Linked DNA regions of Mus musculus: region 2 is linked to region 1. Evidence: chromatin contacts called from public promoter capture Hi-C data. All regions are on one chromosome and are shown on one strand. The core of a region is the stretch at or near the end of the contact, and the rest is flanking DNA. Distances in the headings are between cores, read along the strand shown. Region 1 overlaps Lpp (LIM domain containing preferred translocation partner in lipoma). Region 2 overlaps Lpp (LIM domain containing preferred translocation partner in lipoma).

Region 1 (4,106 bases), core at 526-3,025:
GTCAAAAGCACTTCTCTCAGCCATAAATAATGTTAGGTGACCATTTTTGCAGGGTGTTTATTGATCTTGTGGCTTTTGCCTTGGGGCATGGTGTGGGAAAGTTTAAGAGTAAAAATTTTAATTCTGAGTGACTTCTCTGGTTGGGTGAAGTGACAGACTGGTCTGTGTCTATTGTAGCTATTATATATATTTAAAATATTTAGTCAAATGAACCATATTAGCATTAGTGAGTCTATTGTATTGTCAGTAGAGTTCTGCTCTTAATTATAAACTATTTTAAGATATAGATAGAAGCACAGGTATATATAGCCAATACTTCATTAAGGTTAGTGGTTTCTCTGATTTCCTCAGTCTAGGTTATAAGATTCTGTGTGGTAAGCACAGAAGGTGTTTGCTTTTAACCAAATTACCTAGAAAATAGAGAGGGAGGCAGAAGTTTATATTCTTAGAATGAGGAAACCCAAGTGAGGTGTTTCTAATATAGAGGCAGAGAGCAGACAGACAGTACATAGCATAGCATAGCATAGCATAGCATAGCATAGCATAGCATAGCATAGCATTGATTGCTGTGGTCTCATTACATCTTCATAAAAGCTTCCTGAGCAAGGGTGTTCTCAGTGATCCACTTGGGGAAGCAAGAAGAGTTAATGTGGGTCCCCACTTTCCCTGCTCACACGGCGCTGAGTTTCCCAGGCTTTTGTAGAAGTATGCTTTTAGTTCCTCCTGTGTCATTGTGACCACTTTTTGTAACAACTTGACTCATAGCATCCCAGGGAGGCTTGCCATTCTTTAGGGCTGGGAAGGCATAGTGGGGCAGCTCAGCCTGTGGCTGTGCATCATGGGATACAGGCCTTTCCATGTTGCTGACCACGAGGCGCACAGAGGTAGAACATAACCATGTCTTCCATCAGTCAGGTCTCAGTTCCTCACAGCTCTATAGCTTCAAAATCCCGATAAAGTGAAGCAAAGGGTTCAAGAATGATTCTGTGGAGACATTTCCCACTCAGATGATGGCACCATGATAAGGGAAAACCTTAAAATATTTGTCCAAAGGGCTTATCTGCCTAACAGACCACCGGAAATGAGATGACATTTCCCATTAAGCCTGATTCTAGATCCTTACACCCAGTTGTTCCTAATAGATCCATAACCCTGGCTTACTTGGGTCCTCTGATCAGATGCATGGGTGTTCTGTTGCATGGATCTCCTTGTAAGCTAAAGAGATCCCTGGTTATGTGTCCCTGTTCTGTATTAGGTGCCAGTTTCTCACGGTTCTCTCTCATACTCACGTCTCCTTTGCTTGTGTCAAGGAGCTGCTGCTGAAGAGATGGGTGGCAGTTTCATTGCAGCAGCTTGATGAAGTGACTTTCTGCACACAGAGTGAATTAGTTGGCATGTCACAATTCTGGCTTTATTTTCCCTTGTCCCATGATAGGATTTTTTTTTTTTTAAAACAAACAATTGCCTAATCAGGTAACTCACATCTTATCCAAACAGCATTAACTTTGTGTGTGTGTGTGTGTGTCTGTGTGTGTGTGTGAGTGTGTGTGATTCTGTTAGCGTTTTTGAATTTTATGTATTATGCGCATATATACTAGTGTTACCTTTACATTTGGGGTGTCTTTTAATTTTGCTGTAATTTGCAAGTATAATCAAGTTCATTTCAATTTGCTTTGAAGTTATTAATCTGTTGATGGAGGTTGAAGGTCTAAGTGGATTTGAAATGACTTCCCGTGTGCCATGTGCTGACTCAGTAGCTCACACTGCCTCTCTTCCTGTGTGTTCACTGTACGTCTGTTCCCCTCACACCTGCTATGCCTGCATAACTCTTAACCTTTCCGGTTGCATTTGCCCTGCCTTCCCTGCAGTTTCTTTACTAGTGAAGAGCCTCACTTTCTGCTATGCCTCACTGTGCTGGGTCCCTGCCTCCTCGGGGGTATTAGTGTGTTCTGTGGCCCTACCTGTGTTCAGAATAGAGACACTGCTCCTCTGCCCCTGCTGTTTGGTAATGCGGACTGTGGAACCTTAACATATGGCCTCATCAGTAATAAACTCCCCTGAGAAGCCATGTCAGCCACTTGCTCCCCAGAATGTCCTCATGAAACATCCTTGGCAGGGTAGCACTAACACTCGGGGCTTTCTGTAGCACTGCCCTTTTTTTTCTAAATAACAACAACACACAAAAACAAAACAAAACAAAACAAAACATAAAACAGTGTTTCCCTGTGTAATAATTCCCTTTCCTAGTTCCTGGCCCTCACTTGTGAGTACCTTTAACCCAGTATCTGAGTTGAGGTGTTGGGAATATGTAAAACCTGATTATTTTCCCTATTGGCATCTCCTTATTCAAATGATGAGAAATCTGTGAATCTGCTCATGCCTTGGGGGTTTCTTCTATATACTCTCTGATACTGAAATTTTGACAAAAAACGGGTTGAGTTTCATACTTTCCAAACATGAATTTTGTCCTTGGAAAATGGAATGAGTCATCTTCTTTATGTAGTAGAGATAATTCCCTGACATGTGATATGCTAGCTGCTAGTCATGATTTTGAGTTTTAGTTTATATCTAATTTATATGAATTAACATGAAGTAGAATTTACAATTAGTTCCATCGACTCTCTGTGTTTTAGGCGATGACTCCCATGCTCATCGCATGCTGGGCTGTTTAGAACATCCCATTTAAAACAAATTTGTATTGTCCAGTGGCGATAGAATGGACTCCATAGAGGACAGTTAGGGAACTGGAGGAACCAGTCTTCAGGTGTGTCTTACTGCTTTCTCTAAGCTTAGTTCAAACAATATTGGCCTGTATTGGTAATCAATAAGATACTGAGATACTTTGTTTTCAAGATACTTTCGTTTTTTGTTTTTTGTTTTTTTTTTTAACGTAGGCACCAAAAACCAAAACAAAACAGAAAACTCTGTAGGATAAATCCTCGCTGGCACAGAAGATCAACACTTAGACTTGTTTTATAACCGAGAGGATTAAGAGTACAACACCGCCCAATCCCTAGAATATCAGAGAAACAAAGGCCACAGGTGTTTGAGAGCTTTGTCAGGAGTGCTGTTTCTAGAAATGTGTCCTTCTCATGTTTATGCCCCTGCTGGCTTGGGATGAGAAGTTGTTGGGAATCCTAGAATGTTAAGACCCCTGTCCTCAGAAGATTTCTATATCATAGCCTCGTTCCAATCCAGTCTGAGGCATACGAACAAAAGCTTTCCTATTAAAATGAAGAGATCAACAAAGTAAGTAGATGGTAAATGAATGACATCATTTGTTTGTTTGTTTGTTTGTTTGTTATATAGAGTCAGAAGCTGTGGTTGATACACTCTGGTATTTATTTTTGGGAGAACGATTTTGCCTGATGGTTTGACAGAAATGCCAGGACAGCGTTTCTCCCCTTTGGGTGGCCAGACAGAAGTGAAACCTAGTTGACTTTCACTTCCAATTTACCTTGCTTTGATTTCCAATTTATTGGCACCCAGGATCTGGTGTTTGGGTGGTGACCAAGATCAGCGGGTGAGGGTTACTATGAGAAATTCCACAGGGAATAAGTTGGTGTTGGGTGCAAAAAGCTCATATGTCCTATTTGAGGCTGTGTGAAATGAACTGGATCCTCCCAATGAGGTGGCCCCAGAGATTTAATCCTCTGGGGTGACTGCATTCACAAGTCTTTTCAAGAGCCTAAGCACCATAAAATACAACCACAAAGCCTTCCTTCCAAGGAATGTGTGTATCGGCTCATGTCAAGGGCTCTTAGCAGGAAACAATGAGCCTAAAGCCATAATCTAATAAACAAACAGATAATCCAGTTCAGGTTTGTCTAGGTAATATAATGTCTCTATCAAACTAGTTCTTGCACCTTTAGCTCTATTCAGAAGGAAAGAGTTCTTCGTGGGAATATGTGTGTTTTCTTAGCAGGGGGATGTGTGTTTCCCGTGACCGCATAGCTTGTTTTTCTCTTCTTGCTCAGTCTTGTTGCTCACGGTGGGAATTTTCCATCTTGGTAATTTGGTATTTTCCTTGGTTTTTATTGTAAAGGATGGAAATGTGTACACCTCAATTTCAGGTTTCTTGTTGCACCACCTCCATCTCAGTTGCC
Region 2 (4,033 bases), core at 282-2,781, 230 kb after region 1:
CACACGCAAATACTATAAAAGTTTGCGCACCTTGTGTGTGCGCCTAGTGGCTACAGAGACCAGAAGAGGACATCAGATCCCCTGTAACCAAAGTTACAATCAGTTGTTAGCTGCCATGTGTGTCCTAGGAATGAACATAGGTCCTCTTGGAAGAGCAACAAATGCTATTAATCACTGAGACATCTCTCCAGCCCCAAAGGTGTTTTTCATTTTGTTATTTTTCATCTGTTTGAAACAGGGTTTCACTGTGTAGCCCTTGCTGGTCTAGAATTCACTGTGAAGATCAGGTTGGCCTCAAGCTCATGGAGATCCAACTGGCTTTGCCTCCCAATTACTGGAACTAAAGACATTTGTCACCACAACCTGCCAAGTTTGAAACTTTTACACGTCTGTGCCAGTCTACAGTCTACCCTGTGCCTCAGTTATGGTGCCTTACAGTAAACCTTGCTTTCAAACCGTTTACATCCTTCAGCAAGTTGAATATAGTGGTACGTGTCTCAGCCACTGTAGAGGCTATGGCAACAATGTTACAAGGTCAGTTCCACCCTGAGCAACACAGCATCTCCCTGTCCCACTTTCTTTTTTTGTGTAGATAGAGGATGAGAGCAAAATATCCACCTCTGTTATTGTCAAAATTGGTTGGACTGTTCTGCATCCTTTTGCATTCTAGAAGTGGCTTGTCAATTCATATTGATAAAGCCCGCAGGATTACTCATAATTCAAATGAGAAGCATTGACTCCTTAAAAGGACTTCCAAACCATGAACATGATGTATCTGTTCCTTGATGTAAGTGTTCTTTCATTTTGCTCGGTGACTTTTTTTTAATTTTAAACTATAGAAGTCTTATGTATATTTTGGATCAAAAGCTAGAAATAAAAGCCAAAATTATAAAGTTTTTATGAAAAAAAACACTCCCAAGAAAGTTCTTATGAAATTAGGGCAGTCAAAGATTTAATGTAGGATATACCCAAATAAATCTATTGAAAGATAAATTCAATTTCATCAACATTCTAAAAGCGTGTAAGTCCAGGACATGGAAACTCTTGACAAGAGAACTAAAATTTACATCCATACCAGCCAGGGCTTGAAACAAGACCCTGTCCTCAAAAAACGAAAAGCAGAAAAATCTAAAACTTGTTCTCAGAAGAAACCATTGAAATGTGAAACACCAAGCCATGCATCCAAAATGATATGTGTCCAGTATACAGAGAGCAGGTTTCTAACTCAATCAAAACAAAAAACAAAAGGAGGCAAAAGGTTTAAACAGATGCTTTTCTGGGAAAAATCATCAACTAAAAATATGCTTGGTATCTGTGGTCCCCAAGAAGAGACTTCCTAAAGTGTCCCCTTACTTGAGTTAGGAACAAATTCAAATTGAAGAGATTCGAGGCTCTGCCACGTCCCAGGCGCGAACTGGGATGTGAAATGGCTGAGATTCTCCTGAACTGCTGAGAACAGGATCGTACAATGGATACTTTTAAAAGATCTTAGCAGTGTCTTTAAAAATTAAACACACAGTAAACATAACCAAGCTTTTCTCCAACATGTTCGCCTAAAGCAAACAAAACCCCTGTTTTCACACAGACTTGAACATAGAGGTTGATGTCAACTTTATTTGTAGTAGTCAAAATTGGCAGTGGCCCAAGACTCCATCTGTAGGTGAAAGGACAAATTGCATCATCGTCACACAGTAAAATGGACACATAGGGAAATAAGCTGGTAAAATGTGAAAGACTGACTTGCTGAGGGTAGGGAGGAATGCCAAGAGAAAGACATGGGTGATAGTTCTGGCTTGGTCATGGTGTTAACTATAGCTTTTACATTTATTAAAAATAATCAAAACATTTACGTAAAATGGCCTTGGTTATTACATTTACAGAATATCCAAAAGTATAGTATGGCTTAGCAACTAAGAAGACTTGTTCCTCTTTGAACCAAGACATGGTTCCTAATACCCACACTAGTATTCACAGCCTCCTAATTCCAGTTCCAGGGGATCCAATACCCTCTTTTGGCTTCCGGGACACCTGCATGTACACAGTACACACACATGCAAGAAGGCACACATGCAGACACAGAAATAAAATTTTAAATTTTAGTATATGGAAATAAACACCATGAAGTACATTTCTATATTTTTTTTCCCGTTAGACTGAAGCATGCTTAAGTGAGGGTTAGTGAACCATACATACTGCAGAGTTTCCTCATTTCTGCACACCTTTTTTGGGCTTCTTTAGAAACAATAAGAACTTAAAGGCTGTTTATGCTTTTCCCCCTTAATATTTAAAGTTTGTGTGCACGTGCCTGATTGAACCTTATTTACCTAAGTAAAATATCCTGATGAAACTTTCCCAGTGCGGTCTACTTAGATTTTAAGAATCTGACCCATTCTTTCCCTCCCTCCCTTCCTTCCTTCCTTCCTTCCTTCCTTCCCTCCCTCCCTCCCTCCCTTCGTTTCTTCTTCTTCTTCTTCTTCTTCTTCTTCTTCTTCTTCCTCTTCCTCTTCCTCTTCCTCCTCCTCCTCTTCTTCTTCTTCTTCTTCTTCTTCTTCTTCTTCTTCTTCTTCTTCTTCTTCTTCTTCTTCTCTTCTTCTTCTTCTTCTTCTTCTTCTTCTTCTTCTTCTTCTTCTTCTTCTTCTTCTTCTTCTTCTTCTCCTCTTCCTCCTCCTCCTTCTCTCTGTCTCTGTCTCTCATTTCACTCTTTTGATCATCATGGACAGATTTGGGGTGAAATGTAGTGCTTCTAGTGACTCTGGCAGGGAGCATCAGTTGGTTATGTCCTGTAAAAGGCATACGGCTAAAGAAGCTTTTGAATGGAAATGGAGTCCCTGTTCTTCTTTTTTCTGTGTCAGCTTTGATTTGATTAGGTCTGAAAAGGGGAAACTATTCAGATACACTAAACAGAAGAGCATTAGCCCACCCCCTAGTCCTTGTGTTACTGTTAAATTTTGGTAGGTAAAAGGCACAGTACAACTCACCCCTGCCTCCCTGAGAACCAGCCACTAAAGCGCACAGTAGGAGGGCTTTGTCATGAAAATTCCAAAGCTTGAAGAGACTCTTGCCTACAGCTTTCCTTGGGGCAGCATCCTACCTGTAGCAGTTCTGACCACTCTACTGAACATCTCTCAGTGCCTGTAAATCTTTCCTTCTGAAAGAGACTGACAGAGATCTAGTCACAAGATATAAGTGCATCTATTAGGCAAGTAACCAGATCCCCATCTTGCAGTAGCCTCATGTGGGTATGTAAGAAGCTTTGATAACCAGGTTTCTATTTGAATCTGGTCAGGCCAGTCTTTGGTTTAGTATGTGTGTGCATGTGACTCTTCTCTCCTTAACATTTGCTAACGATTGGGGTAGTATTTGCATACTGCTGGGGACTGGATGATGTAAAACTTGCTTCTTCTCTCCAATATTGTTCTTCATGGTGAGTTTTTATGTTTTACTTACAACTACTGAACTACTACCATGCACAACAAAGCTACACAGGTCATGAATATTCAAAAGTGTAGCTACCTACCTACCTACTTACCTCTACCTCTACATACACACACACACACACACACACACACACACACACACACACACACACACCACATTTAAAACCATGTACTCTCATGTAAAGGCACATAAACAAATGTACATGTGAGGGCCCTTATTAAATTAACCTCTACAGTCCCCCACAAACTATGTCCACAATGGGAATGTGAAAGCTGTCCTCCACTCTTTCCTCTTTGCCCATTTAGTCTGTTCCTTTATTCTGTGTATTTTGAAACACTTTTGGAATCATCCCCTCTTCCCCAACCATGCTGCCAACTGCTGGTACCATACTTTATAGCCAGGCATAATAGACAGCATGGATTTTAGCACTGAGTAACAAATGAGCAAGTGTTGGCTCTGCTTGTATTTGTTGTTGTGATCATAAAAAGATAAAGCGGTGTTAATATATGTTCTAAGGGGGTGTGGTGGGGTGTGGGTGAAGGGGGTGCCTTAGCCGGCCCATACCAAGGCATCCCCTTCCCCCTGAGAGACCAGC

The links. Promoter capture Hi-C pulls out the DNA fragments that hold promoters and counts their contacts.
Region 2: a contact with region 1 is called in a promoter capture Hi-C map of liver, with 4 times the contacts expected there. The contact joins two enhancer-like sites. A contact is called at or near these places in 2 of 39 promoter capture datasets (both in liver), 7 of 484 Hi-C or Micro-C datasets (bone marrow-derived macrophages, double positive thymocytes, large pre-B cells and 2 more) and 2 of 115 datasets of contacts at active chromatin or transcription factors (CD8 T cells and bone marrow-derived macrophages).

What each region holds. Positions count from the first base shown.
Region 1 is chr16:24,639,771-24,643,876 of GRCm38.p6, forward strand. The region is part of intron 5 of Lpp (LIM domain containing preferred translocation partner in lipoma); the gene reads left to right. Among named protein-coding and RNA genes, the nearest start is that of Mir28a, 190 kb to the right of the region's middle. Within about 2 kb of position 1,776, at least 25 of the 459 cell types and tissues checked have an H3K27ac peak or open chromatin away from gene starts, as enhancers often do. A contact at or near this core is called in liver, where this site is marked.
Region 2 is chr16:24,872,825-24,876,857 of GRCm38.p6, forward strand. All of the region lies in intron 9 of Lpp (LIM domain containing preferred translocation partner in lipoma), which reads left to right. Among named protein-coding and RNA genes, the nearest start is that of Gm22672, 9.3 kb to the right of the region's middle. Within about 2 kb of position 1,532, at least 17 of the 459 cell types and tissues checked have an H3K27ac peak or open chromatin away from gene starts, as enhancers often do. A contact at or near this core is called in liver, where this site is marked.